Regions from separate parts of the Cricetulus griseus genome. Here region 2 is linked to region 1. The links are chromatin contacts, called in public Micro-C maps. All regions are on one chromosome and are shown on one strand. Each heading gives the region's core, a stretch centred on a gene start, on an enhancer-like site or on the middle of the called end of the contact. The rest is flanking DNA. Distances are from core to core; before and after follow the strand shown. Region 1 overlaps Rin2 (ras and Rab interactor 2). Region 2 overlaps Rin2 (ras and Rab interactor 2).

Region 1 (7,350 bases), core at 3,859-6,358:
GAATAATGTCAGTCTCTCCCTCTTTAGAAACAAAATATACAGAGCAAAGATAAAGTAAATCTAGACGGTGCGTGTACTGAAACTCTAGGGAGAAAGATCTGTATTAAGATGTTGGCTCTATTTTGTTTGTTATGTGCAAACTTTAATATCAGGGCTCCTTTTTTTTTAATGAGGTATAGATAAGAAGGAAGTGTGTGTGTGAAGATGCTGGGTAGTCCTGGCTGGCACAGTATGAGGCGACTCATATACAACATCTAATTGTCTAAATAAGTCAAAACCTGCAACCATCTATTAACGAATGTCAGCTATAGCTTCCTATGCTATGTCATTAAGAACACCCAAACCAGTCAGGTGATGTTTAAACTCTAGGTAGCATGCTGAGCTAGGTAAAAGCTTAAAATAAGCATAGGTTGGTTTTGTTACGTGTTCCTTTTCTCCACATTGGATAAAGAAAGTAGATTTGAATGGACTGAGTGAGGTTTTACAAACCTGGGTTTGCAATACACTTTGATGTTGCAACATTCCAGTTGTAACATTAGTCTCTCCTTCAGAGTCAGGATCACTGCCCCTGCCAGAATACAGAAGAAGGTGTTCACAGACTTAGGTCAGGTGTGAAGGCCTCATGGAAGCAGTAGTTGACCAGGGCTGAACACCCTCAGAAGAAACAGCCTCCTAACTTCATAAGAGAGCATGCTAGAGCTTTGGTGACACTATCGGCTATTGGAACATCCATTTTTTTTTATTATTATCTTCATTGACTCTGCAGTTTTGTAATTGACTGTCAACAGCCGTAAGGGTTCCAAGATTCTCCAGTAATCCAGATTTGATCTAGTTCATTCCAGAATGTTGCCTAATCTTACCAAAAACAACAGGATACTTTGGTATATGATTTTCTTCAATAGAAACTTTCAAGACATTTTTTTGATAAGATACAGGCAGAAGCTTCCATGTCTGTTTCTCACCAACTCTATGATAGCCACAGTGGCCCACTTGCTGTTCTTCACATGGGCTAAACCCTCCCCATCTTGGGCCCTTTGCACATAGTGCTCCCATGCCTTGGGGTTGTCTTCCCTGTGTGATGTACTCACCAGATACCTCTTTTTCTATTCTCGAGCGCGTGCCCGTGTGTGTGTGTGTATGTGTGTGTGTGTGTGTGTGTGTGTGTGTGTGTGTGTGTGCGCGTGCGTGCGTGCGTGCGTGCGTGCGTGTGTGTGTGTGTGTGTGTGTGTGTGTGTGTGTGTGTGTGTATGTGTGTGTGTGTGTGTTATGTGGGAGGGCGTGTGCTGATATCATAGTGTTCATGTGCATGCCAGAGGACAACCTTTTGTCTGCTCCCTCCGCTCCAGTGATCAGTTCTGCAAAGCAAGCACCTTTATTCACTGAGCCATCTCACTGCTGGCCCTCTTATATTTTTATTTATTTTATTTTATTTTTGAGGCAAGCTGTTCTGGAATTTGCTGTGTAGGCCCTGCTGGCCTGAAACTTCTGATCCTCCTGCTTAAGCCTCCCCGTCACAGATAGTGCTGAGATTACAGGTGTGCGCCTCCACACCAGCTGGCTTCAAACAGTCTTTATTTCCCCCTCACGCATAATGGTTTTCCATAGTTTGTGATTCTTCCCCTAATTCTATACATAGCTTACCTGTTTGTATCCTGTTTATGTTTACAGGCATGGTGCTCCATTCTGACAGGGACTCATGTTTTGTTCCTGGCCCAGAACGAGGTCTGTTTATTGTAGATAAATGATAATAAACATTTGTGAAGGGAAAGAGTAGATAATTACTTTTTTCTAAGGCCAAAACCACTACCAAAAAAAAATTAATACACCTTTGTGTTCAGGTCATGATTGTCATTGAATATGACTTTCTCCTGGGCAGGGTTTTATGCTGAGCCCTGTGCTAATGTTAGGAGTTCTTAGAGTTTGGTTTTCAGCCTTGCATTAAAAAATGAGCCATGGCCGGGTGTTGGTGGCGCACGCCTTTAATCCCAGCACTCGGGAGGCAAAGGCAGGTGGATCTCTGTGAGTTTGAGGCCAGCCTGGTCTCCAGAGCGAGTGCCAGGATAGATAGGCTCCAAAGCTGCATAGAGAAACCCTGTCTCAAAAAACCAAAAAAAAAAAAGAAAGAAACAAACAAACAAACAAAAAATCTAAGTATGAAGTGTGTAATATAATGAGGTCTCCAGAGATCCCTGTATACATCCATGTTAGAGTACACTAGCCAGCCCCAAAGCACAGTAGAGACTTTGATCTCCAACACACAGGGGCCACATGAGTGATCTCTAATTGGAAAATGTCACAATGAAACTGTATGTGAGAGGCCAGCAGGGGATTAAGTATTGAACATGCCTGTCTAGAGAGTGACAGCCCAGCATTATGATGGGCATCTAGCTAAGTGGGGCATGCTGCTTTCGAGGGGTGATGGACATCCTGATATGAATTCTACACACCCAATGCTACCCAGCAGGGAATCTGGACCCTTGGCACAGATTCAATCAGGCAGCTTTATGTCTTGGCCTGTCCCCAATGTGATAATTCAGATGAGAGTCACCAAAAGAGAGAAGCTCTGGTTGGATGTGGTATGGTGTCAACTTGCCATGTTTTGGACAGTTTAATGTGAAACGTCTCACATTAAATGAAAATGAATGCATGAGTGCATCACCAGCTATGTAATTACAAACATTCTTTCTCTTTCTTTTATGTGTATATCAGGGATGTTCTGCCATTCACCTTGAAGTTGCCTTATGCCATTTCAACAGCCAAGACGGAGTCTCAGCTTGAAGAACTAGCCCAACTGGGACTAAGTAAGTGGGTACCCCTGCCTGGGTCAATCTTAGAATAAATCCATGAGTAGTATTCCTTTTGGGCTGCCCCATGGCTCCATCACCCCATCAAACACACAATTGTAATAAAAAAGAACCCCACTTTCATGGCAAAATGTAGCTCTCAGAACCCAGAGGTGCCTGAATCACACATTCTGGGATTCTTTACCAAAGTTCAATGTTCATCCCTCACTCAGATACCAGGGTTAAGTGTGCCTGGGTAACTCCTAAATCTCCTAGCTTATCCCTTCAAACTATTAAGGCTCCCCAGATGTAGAGCCCAGCATAAGACCCACCAAGGTCTTCTCTTTCTGCAGCATCTTGCTGGAGAAAGGCACACTAAGAGAAAGAGAGGTCCAGTGGTAATCTCAGCATTCACATGCATGGCTTTTATCCTAAGAGGCACACAGACACGGGTGACACTCTGGCGCTGTGAGGAGTGATGACAGCATCTCAGTGACATGGCTCTCTTTCCCTCTTACTCAGCTCCCATCCTGCTGCTATGGGCCATGTCATTCATCCCACCAAAGGTCCTCACTCTGTCAGCTCGCACTGACTTCTGTAGTCTGCCTCTTTGCTGATTTCCCTCAAAGCCCCACAATTCTGCCAGAATGTGGCTGACAGTGAACACACAGTTCACCTGGTTTGACTTTTTCCAAGTGCTCTGGCAGAATCAGTATGGATTTAACTTTAGTTAAATATTTTCCTCCTAGATGAAGAGGGGAATTTCTTTTAAGATTTTAAGACTTTGGTCTTTGGGTAGGTTAACAATCATACCCCAGTATTCAAATGGAAGTTTGGGATTTTTAAAGCCTCATACCTAGGTGTCTAGAACCTAAAAACCTCTCTGTCTGTCTGTCTGTCTGTCTGTCTGTCTCTCTCTCTCTCTCTCTCTCTCTCTCTCTCTCTCTCTCTCTCTCTCTCACACACACACACACACACACACACACACACACACACACACACACACTGCAACCCCACCCCATCTCGCCCCCATAGGGATGGGACCCTTGAATGCAATTTTCCTCTGTGTTGGGTTTTAATGCTGAATGTGTAAAACTTCAAGTAGATTGTGTAACATCCCTCAGGCCCAGCTGCTGGTCCTTCCTCATAAAGGAGAACTTGGAGGCCAGATGAACTCCTTGGCTGGCAGCTGCCTCTTTGGAGGGCACCCTGGAGATGTTGATTGGAAAGAGTGGTGTTGCTGTCCAGGCTCAGTGAGATTTTGAAAAGCAAGCTCAGTGGTAGCCCTGTGCCCTTTGTGAGCTTATCCTGGACACATTCCAATTCTCTTTGTCCTTCTTACCTGGGTGAAGGGCTAGGCTGGAGCTGTTAGCTCAGCCAACCTTTCTCAAAGGCTTTGAAGGTGAGAAGTCCCTGGAGTTTTCCTGTGAGCCCATAGCTGGGTCTGCCTGCCTTTCTGCCTTTTCCAGTAAGGGAGCATAATGAAAGGGGGAGAGAGGAATCAAAGGAGAAAAGCAGACCCCAAGTTAAACCTCTGTTGACCTACAGATTCTGTGTGTGTATGTGTGTGTGTGTGTGTGTGTGTGTGTGTGTGTGAGAGAGAGAGAGAGAGAGAGAGAGAGAGAGAGAGAGAGAGAGAGAGAGAGACTTGTAAAGGAATGGCCCAACTACACTATATTTACATTCTTGTCTTCACTGATAATGACTTTCAGATTTTTGGAGCTCCTCAGCTGACAACAAACCCCCAAACTCCCCACCTCCCCATAGGCCTCTCTCCTCAGCCGGCATCTGTCCTGCCTCCTTGCGTCAGCTCTGCCTTATAAATGGAGTGCATTCTATAAAAACCAGGACGCCTTCGGAGCTGGAGTGCAGCCAGACCAACGGAGCCTTGTGTTTTATTAATCCTCTTTTCTTGAAAGTGCACAGCCAGGACCTCAGCCCAGGCCCAAAGCGGCCGAGCACAAGGACTCCCAACGCGAATGGCACCGAGAGGCCTCGCTCGCCCCCACCCAGGCCCCCGCCACCCGCTATTAATAGTCTACACACAAGCCCTGGGCTATCCAGGACTGAACCCCAGACGAGCATGCCAGAAACAGTCAACCATAGCAAACATGGGAACGTAGCTCTGCTTGGAACAAAACCAACTCCCATCCCTCCACCCCGGCTGAAGAAGCAGGCTTCTTTTTTGGAAGCAGAAGGCAGCGCTAAGACCTTGACCGCCTGCCGGCCCAGTCGGAGTCCTGAGCCAGAGCCTGAGCCGGAGCCGGAGCTGGGCACAGCTGGGCACGCAGGTGGAGCCCCGCCTAGGGACGCCCCCGGGGATTGCACAAGGGCGCCGCCGCCCGGCTCTGAATCACAGCCACCACCGTGCCATGGAGGCAGGCAGAGGCTGAGCGACATGAGCCTTTCCACTTCCTCCTCCGACTCGCTGGAGTTCGACCGGAGCATGCCTCTGTATGGCTACGAGGCCGACACCACCAGCAGCCTGGAGGATTACGAAGGGGAGAGTGACCAGGAGACCATGGCACCTCCCATTAAGTCAAAAAAGAAGAGGAACAGCTCTTTTGTGCTGCCCAAGCTCGTCAAGTCCCAGTTGCGAAAGATGAGCGGGGTGTTCAGCTCCTTCATGACCCCTGAGAAGCGGATGGTCCGCAGGATAGCCGAGCTGTCCCGGGACAAATGCACCTATTTCGGGTGCCTGGTGCAGGACTACGTGAGCTTCCTGAAGGAAAACAAGGAATGCCATGTGTCCAGCACTGACATGCTGCAGACCATCCGACAGTTTATGACCCAGGTCAAGAACTATTTGTCCCAGAGCTCGGAACTGGACCCCCCTATTGAGTCGCTGATCCCAGAAGACCAAATTGGTAAGTGCCTTTCTTCCCCACTTTCAAATCTGCTGTAACTCTTGTCTGATGGCGCATCTTGTTAGTTGTTTTGGGCGAAGTTTACTCTAAAGTTACAAATGACTCAATCTCCCACCTGATTTGAATGGAAAGAGCTCCCTTTTAAGGCAGATGCTACACATCAAGCTGCAAATGTTTGTACTGCTTTGGAAGGTCCCAGTTGCTGACTCCTCTTGCCCTATGTGTGTGCATGACACATCTGTTGAGCATTTTCTGGGTGTGCATCTCTCTGTAAGCTGCAAACTTATAGACAGTTATTTTTGCTGCCTTTTGAGAGGCTGTCGGTGTTTTGTTTTGTCGCAGCATATGTTAGAAGTGTGAAGACGGGTAGGAAAAGCACACCTGTGTACCCTCCCCAGCCCAGAAAGCAGAACACAGACCAACACTTGGGACCTGAGACCCTTTGTCAAGTGTAACCTCGCTGCTGGCTTTGACCCTACAGAGTCTGTATCAGGCTTAGTTTAAGAATAAGCAAGAAATGGGAAAGACAAGTTTATTTGTTGTACCTTTGCTATAAGTGACATAATTTGGAGATCACATGAAAGGCATTCTCTCCAGAGTCAAGGGGAAATGCTTTCTCTGTGACCTCACAGAAGGACTCAATTGTGAATAGTTACTTTGGTAAGCAGCTTGCCAAGGCAAATTTGAATTTGGCAAGCAGACTTTTTTTCCAGAGCAAAGAGTATCCAAGTTTTTTGTCTTGCTTTGTTTTAATTTCAGAGGGTTGACTCTAAAAGGTTAATTTCAGAGACTTCATTCAGTGGGTAGCAACAGCCAAGAGTTTGCAAACATTTCCATGGTTTAGCTAAACTCGGATTTCTTCTTTCTGATTGGGTGTGTTTGCTGAAAGTAGTAAACAGTGTGTGGTAGAGCATGTCTCTCTCTCTCTCTCTCTCTCTCTCTCTCTCTCTCTCTCTTCTACTTTGAATTTGAGCAGCTCTTTGATTTGGTCACAAAAGACTCAAAGCCCTGTTTGTTTTCTTGTGGTGCTCTGACCTAGCCCAGGGTTGTTTGGGCGTGGTTAGAAGAGCTGGGGTGCTAGGGAGAGAGCAGCTGAAAGGAATGTGTCTTTGTGAAGTGTCTCAGGGTTGAAAGGCTTCAGGAGACCTCCTCAGAATGCAAAGTAGCCACAGAAGTTGCCTTTTCCCCCTGCAGCCCTAGAGTCTTCCCTCTGATGAATACCATCTCCAAATTCATAGTCACGGTTACCCTACCCGAAAGAGAGGCTTCCTCCCAGGACTGAGGAAGCTCAGTTTCTAGGAGGCTATTGGCAGGAGTGAGCTACATTTGCAGATGGCACCAGCCAGCCTCAGCCTGGGCTTCCTCAATGATGTCTTAAGCACCAATACTTGTAAGAAAGTCTTAGGAAGGTTTGCCTGTCAGGGGTGTGTGTGTGTGTGTGTGTGTGTGTGTGTGTGTGTATACACAAGTGTGTGTGCATGGGGGTGTCTGTGTGTGTATCTATGTATGTGTATACGTGTGTGTGTGTGTGTGTGTGTGTGTAGGTGTGTGTGTGTAGGTGTGTGTGTGTGTGTGTGTGTGTGTGTGTGTGTAGGTGTGTGTGTAGAACTCAAAATCTCATCCTCTTCAAAAACATCCAGAAAATTATAATTCTTATTTTAAAATTGAAGTCCCTACTGAGAAAGGTAGCCCACATCTGT
Region 2 (7,065 bases), core at 4,327-6,826, 150 kb before region 1:
AGATGTGTTGGATATGTGCATTGCTTTTGGTAATAGCCATTTTCACAAAATAAATCCTGCTAATTCATGAGCATAAGGGGTCTTTTCTTCTAGTGTCTTCCTAATTTTTTTCTTTCAGTATTTTACAGTTTTCATTGTGGAAGTATTTTACCTTCTTAAATTTATTCCTAGTCATTTTATTTTTTGTATTTTATAAATGGAATTTTTCTGATTTTGTTCTCAGTAAGTTTATTATTGCTATGTAGGAAAACTACTGATTAAAAAAAAAAAAACAATCTTCCATGTATGGTTTGCGTGCATGTGCATATGTGTGCTTGCATGTTTATGAGTGCACATATGTGTGCAGGTGCTCATATGTGTGTGGAGACCAAGGTTGATATCAAGAGCCTTCCTTAACCACACTCTATCATATTCATTGTGCAGAGGCTTTCAGCTGAGAAGGCTAGTGTAGCTAACCAGCTTGTTTTTTCCTTATGAGCTCTGGGCTTGCCGGTGGGCTGTTATTCCCACTGGGTATCTGCTTCTGTCCTGGGAATTGGATGGATTGGTTTTATGTCCTGATATTTTGCTGAAAATATTTATCAGGTGTAAGAGTTTTTTCTGGTCGAATGGGTAGGGTCCTTTAAGTATAGGACCATGTTGTCTTCAAATAGGCATACTTTGACTTCTTCTTTTCCTATTTCCACAGCTTTTATGTCTTTCTATTGTCTGGTTGCTCTTGTTAAAACCTGAAACATAGCAGGTGGTAATGCCACACGCCTTTAATCCCAGCACAGGGGTAGGCAGATCTCTGTGAGTTTGAGGCCAGCCTGATCTACAGAGTGAGTTCCAGGATAGCCAAGATGGTTACACAGATAAAACCTGTCTTGAAAACAAAACATAAAAACAAAAACAAACAAACAAAAAACAAAGTGCCAGAATCCCCCCCCCCCAAAAAAAAACAAAACAACAACAAACCCCTGAAACACAATCTTGAGTAAGAGAGGGGAGAGTGGGCACAGTTGTCTCATTCTTGATTTTAGAGGAAGTGCTTTCCCCACTTAGTATGATGTTGGGTAGAGGTTTATTGTGTTAAGCTAGATTATTTCTGTTCCTAGTTTTTCCTGGGGATTTTAGCATGAGGGAATACTGAACTTTGTCATAAACCTTTGCTGCATCTATTGAGGCCATCATGTGCTTTCTCTTCCTGGGAACAGGAACAGAAATTAATTAATAAGTAATAGCTTACTTATTAATTTGGGTATGTCAAATTTCACACCTTAGGACTGAACCAAAGGAGAATAATCTTTAAAGGTTTATTGAATTCAGTTTGCAGATATTTGAGTAGGAGTGTTTGCATTTATGTTCATTAGGTAAATTGGCCTATAGTTGTCTTTTTTTGTTGCTGTGTCCTTGTCTGGTTTTGATATAAGGACAATACCAGCTTTATGGTATCGAAGGAGTTTGATAGTATTCCCTTCTGACTATGAAGTCTTAGTTCTTCTTCAAGTGTCTGATAGAATTGTACAGTGAATCCCCCAGGCCTGCTCTTTCCTTTGCTGGGAGATTATTGCTGCTTCATTCTCCTGACCACTGATCTCTTTATGTTATCTCTCCATGGTTTAATTTGGCTAGGTTATGTGTCTGGGAATTAATCCACATCTAGGTTTTTCATCTTTTGGAATATAGGTTTTTCCAACCATTCCCTAAGAGCCTCTGGGTTTGGTTGATATGTATTGCTATGTCTCCTTTTTCATTTCTAGTTGTATAGTTTGGGTCTTTTCTTTCATTCTTTAGGTTGTGCTTTAGTTGCCAGCTAGCCTGGTACATGGAGTAGTGAACAACAAGAACCTCCATCTCAAACAAAGTACAAGGTGACAACTGACACTTGAGATTGCCCTCTGATCTTCCTATGTGTGCCATGACACTTGCATGTCTGCACTCACACCCATACACACAAATAGAAATAGTCAAAGTACTTCTAAAAGAAAGCAAAGAGGGAAAGGCAATGGGGAAATGAAGTGTGGGATGTTTCTGGGCTGCCTGAAATTGGAGTCTGTTGAAGTCAAAGACTCTTGTCTTTCATTCCATTTAGGCTGATGCTGAGCTTGGCCCATCAAGGGCCAGGTGTCTCCAGAGCTGTCTTCCCTTTTGGAGTTTCCCTTTGTATACCAAGAACCTTTGCTGGCCACAGTTAGCTTTGTAGTCTGTGTACTGGGCAGGTTCTCACACCTCTTAGGTCTCCCCAATACAGACACTCTGGGGTGGCTAATGTTCCAGTCAGGAGATGACTTCCAAGTGTGTTTGGAGTAAGACAAGCACCCACAGTGCTGAGATCTGTATAAGAGGACAGGTCCCTGCTTTCAAATTTCATTGGGTATCAATCAAAGATCCAATACTTTAGAAGTACTCTACTGCAGCTTTAGGTCTCAGTCCCAATGACAATACACTATATGTCCTATAGGTGGACGCTATAAGATGGGTTATCTGGTGACAGACTCTTGACTCTCAGGACTTTGCAGTTATCTTGGGGAGACGGGCTCAGCAGTAGGCTCCCAAGGCAGAGAGCTACTACCTATTGTACCCTCCACTCTCTGAGATGCCCCTCTCTGCTGCTGCCTTAGCTCCTCCTGATGTCTGTTTCCAGCCATCTTCCCCTACATGATTGCCTACCATGCTGTCTGCCACTTGGGGAATGTGACAAGTTGTCTCCAGGCTCCTGACTTGTTGTTCTTCCCTGTCATTAAGCCCCTTGTGTACATCAGTCTTAAACAACAGGTTCCCTTCCGAGATGGTAATATCCACAGCTCTCTGAGTCACAGGGAATGACAACAAATGAACTTCTGCACAATACAGCTCCCACCCATCCTGGTGCCATTGTTCATTTTGTCACATCAGAACACAACAAATGGCATTAGAGTTGTAACTGACAAACATCTTCCATATTTAGCAGGGTTTCCAATAATGTGATTTTTCTCAAACTAAATCCGTCACCTTTCAATTCATTCAATATGCATTTCCAAAGAAGACACCATACTCAAGCGCCTGTCACAGACTGCAGAGTCACTTTCCTCACCCCCACCTGAGTAGCTTTCAGTCCTGATGATTGCATGCAGAGGTTCTCCACCAGGCCTTCCCTGAGCCCCCAGGTTTTTGGGCTTCACACTCATTTTGTTCTTGCGTTGTTTGGATGGGCTCTCAGTCTGGTGTCTGTCTTTCTGTCTCTGACCTTAAGGATTCCAGTCCAAGTAAGGTTCTGGGCGGCTAGAGGCAAGGGCCCAAATGGAGAGCTGTCAGCTGTCTTCATCCGAGTTCGCTCTAGAAGCAAACCTAAACAAGGATGGTTGGAAGTAGTTTACTTGGGATGGTCAGAAGTAGTTTACTTGGAATGTTCTCCAGAAACCCTTAGGGGATACATATGTGAGAAGGGAGGGAAGCTGTGGCATGAAGTATATTGAGCATCACATGAACCACATTCTCATTTGAGGTCTTCATTGGCCATCCCCCTCAGTCTTAGGATGAAGGCTATTGGGGACCGGTTCTTCAGGTCTACTGGAAGAGCCAGAGATGCTCTCGAGCCAAACAGTGCAGATGCTGGTGGTGTGAAGTGGAGTCAGGTGGGTTGGTGCTAGAGCTAAAGCCCAGTCGAATCTACATCGTTTTCTCCAGGGTCGAGGCTCCAGGTTAATACAGTGACATGCTATCCTGTGTCTGAACCATATGACCCTAGACAGCCATGCTCAAAGTCTACAAATGTCTCCTTATCCAAAGAGAGTTTGAAAGCCAGATGTGGTGCTCCTGGTGACTCCTGCAACCTTTGATTTCATTCCAGAAATAAGATGCCACCAAGAGCATGCCATGTTTGGGACAAGAGGGTTCTCTGTCTTGCCAATGGCTGATGAGATAAATGGATTTGGGTTTTCAATATGGTTCAGTGGTCAGAATGGAATTTAAACAATTTATACACATGAATGGGTGTTATTATAAAAAGCTACTTATTTAGAACATTATATATATTCTTGCACAGTTGACTCTCCATACTGGCTGGTTTTGCTTGGATCCAAGAATTTGAATAACTCCAGATAGAAAACATTTGATGGTAGAGACATAGCTCAGTAGTTAAGAGCACTAGCTGCTCTCAAAGAGGGCTGGGATTTGATTCTCAGTATCCACATGGCAGTTTACAGCAATCTGTAACTCCAGTTCTAGGAGATCTAACACCTTCTTCTGGCCTCCGTAGGGTTTGCACAGACATACAAGCATACATAAAATAATAAAAAAATTAGCCAGGCATTGGTGGTTGCACACCTTTAATCTCAGCACTTGGGAGGTAGAGGCAGGTGGATCCTTGTGAGTTGGAGGCCAGCCTGATCTACAGAGCGAGTTCCAGGACAGGCTCCAATGAAATACAGAGAAACCCTGTCTTGAAAAGAAACAAAAAAAATTTAATATTTGAGGAAAATAGGTCTGTATTTATTTAATGTGCACAAACACCTCATTATCTCACAAATAGCAACTGGTTGTTGTTGTTGTTGTTGTTGTTGTTGTTGTTGTATTTGAATTGGTTATGCCATCTAGAGGTGATGTATCTTATGCAGGAGGATGTGCACAGATTATATGCTGGGTACCATTTATGGAAGAGTCTTGAAAATGTGAGTTTGGTAACTTGTGAGGTCCTGGAACCTGCCCTTCTATGGATACTGAACTAAGACATGCCTGTGTATGAAAAGCAAGTAGGAAGGGGAAAGGGTCACGATCCCCTGAACAAATTGAGAGCATGGGAAGAGGGGGAGGGGAGCTACGAGAATGAGAAGGGAAGAGGAGGAAGGATGAAGAGGTCATGAGGGAGCAGAAAGGTTGAGTCAGGTATAGATTAGAAGAAAGGATATGTGATAGGTAGGGTTTTAGTTGGGGGGTGGTAGGGGAGGAAGGGAGGTAGAAGGGAACTGGGATAGTCATGTAATTCAATCTTGTTTGTAATTCAAATAAAAAACGGCAAAAACTCAAAAAATGAATAAATAAAGTAAAAAAAAAATCATGAAAGCATGCAACACCACTGTCCATGATAAAAAAAAAGAAAAAAGAAAAAAAACGAAAAGAAAAAAGAAAAGCAAGTAGGTTTGGGGAAATGATATTCTTAAATGCAGTAAATAGGTTTTTATTATTATTATTATTATTATTATTATTATTATTATTGTTATTATTGTTATTATTATTATTATATACAAAACTCTGAGTTGCAATAGAAGTATGGCCTTTGCCTAGATCCAGATCTCTTCTTAAAACTTATTTTAAGAATTACCCTATTCTAGAAAGAGAACAAATGCAGTAATCATGCCTGAGATTGCTAAGAAACAGAATTCTACAAACTTCAGGTTCCCTGCAAGAGGTAAACACAGTGGTCTTGAGGAAGGGGTCTCTGGGAGAGATGGAGGGTGCCTCTGGAGACTTCATGATGTTGAGAAAGTCAACAAAAGAAATAAAATTGAGGATCTTACAGAAAGCAAAGGCAATCAATCATAGCAGAGGCCAACCCTGAGAGCAGACCCAGCCAATAAAGAAATGACATGATTTTAACACTAGAGGTCGTATTTGAATCAGGAAACCCACTCAGCCACCCAAGTACTGCCCTTGCTTGCACTCGCTCTAACTACTGGTCTAGAAAAGGACACAGGGTGCAAACCCAGAAAATAGAGAGGATTCAAGCAGAGCTACAGCCTGAAGAAAAAGGAGTTTGAGAGTCAAAGCATTTCCCATCATAAATATCACAAATGTTCTCATAGCATCTTAGGCATGTACTCACACACACACACACACACACACACACACAATCAGTCAATCAATCTTTTTTTTTTTTTTTTTAAAGTGAGGGTGGAGAGATGACTCAGTGATTAAATGCTCTTCTAGAGGATCCAGGTTTGATTCCCAGAACCCAAAGAGCAGTCCACAAGGTCCTCTTCATGCACATAGTACACAGACATACATGCAGGCAAAACACTCATTCCCATAAATAACGATGGTGATGATGATAATAATCATAATATAATAGATTTAAAAGGAAAAGAAAAATGAGAATGCTTATAGTGTTTTTGCATGTGTTGCTTTGTGATCGTTGTTAACTTTAGACTATGAGGAAGGTAGTATTCTTCCAACAAAGTTAAGAAACAGCAGCACTCATTCAGCCTCTGTGTTCTCTTGGACACTGTACCATCAAGATGAAAAGTCTTTTCCATTCTCCTCAAACCTGTGTGTGGCTTCGTGTCTCACTTGTACCTACTAGAATGGGGCAGAAATTTTGCCACATTCTTTCTGAGGATAAATTGGAAAGGAAAAGATAACAGGGTGTCCATTTTGCTTTCCTAGATCTGTGAGCTGCATCAGCTAAGCAGATAGACTGTTCTGAGACTACATGCTATAAGGAAGCCTAAATTAGCCAGAGAGACCAATGACAAAGCCCTGAACCACAGGGAGACATGACCTACTCCTACAGGCCAGCTGCCTGACCACACCTCCTCCCATCCCCCAGCCTCACATCCCAGCTCCATCTACCATCTGGCCACAACCTCATGTGATACTCTCAGCCAGAACTGCTCTGCCAAATTCTTCTGGAATTCCAGACCCCCGGAAACCATGGCAATAAGAAAATGAGTATTGTTTGAAGCCACCGAGTCTTATGGTCTTATTACACAACAATGAATAATTAGGATGAATATATTCTTAAGTAATAACAGTGAGTTCCAGAGAAAAACAGCAGCTTGCTTAACAACATTTTATGTTAGTTGTTGTTGTTTTGGACACTTTTCGAAGAAGCTGAGAGAGTAGGGAACGTGTTTTTGAGAAGAATTATGTCCCTCTTAGACTCATCTCATAAATTAACCTTTCCCATCGAGCAGAATTGAGATATTTTTAGATGCCTTCCTTTTCCTTTTGTCTTTCTGTTTTGTAGCTGTGAGGCTGTAACTCTCCATTGCTTTTGGCAAGAGCTGTGGAGTAGATTGTTTGTTAGAACTATCTACTTTGCCCACTGATGGAACAAAGCTGAAAAGATGCTGGGTTCATAGTACATTGCACTGACGTATGGTTTTG

What was found. A called contact is a pair of places that touch in the nucleus more often than the background predicts.
Region 2: a contact with region 1 is called in a Micro-C map of the CHO-K1 cell line, with 3 times the contacts expected there. The contact joins two enhancer-like sites. A contact is called at or near these places in 2 of 8 Hi-C or Micro-C datasets (the CHO-K1 cell line and fibroblasts).

Annotation. Positions count from the first base shown.
Region 1 is chr6:33,153,044-33,160,393 of CriGri-PICRH-1.0, reverse strand. It overlaps Rin2 (ras and Rab interactor 2), which reads left to right. Exons shown (of 13, transcript XM_027421601.2): 8 at 2,710-2,801; 9 at 4,496-5,650. Among named protein-coding and RNA genes, the nearest start is that of Naa20, 43 kb to the right of the region's middle. Within about 2 kb of position 5,108, at least 6 of the 6 cell types and tissues checked have open chromatin away from gene starts, as enhancers often do. A contact at or near this core is called in the CHO-K1 cell line, where this site is marked.
Region 2 is chr6:33,308,287-33,315,351 of CriGri-PICRH-1.0, reverse strand. The region is part of intron 1 of Rin2 (ras and Rab interactor 2); the gene reads left to right. Among named protein-coding and RNA genes, the nearest start is that of Rin2, 26 kb to the left of the region's middle. Within about 2 kb of position 5,576, at least 2 of the 6 cell types and tissues checked have open chromatin away from gene starts, as enhancers often do. A contact at or near this core is called in the CHO-K1 cell line, where this site is marked.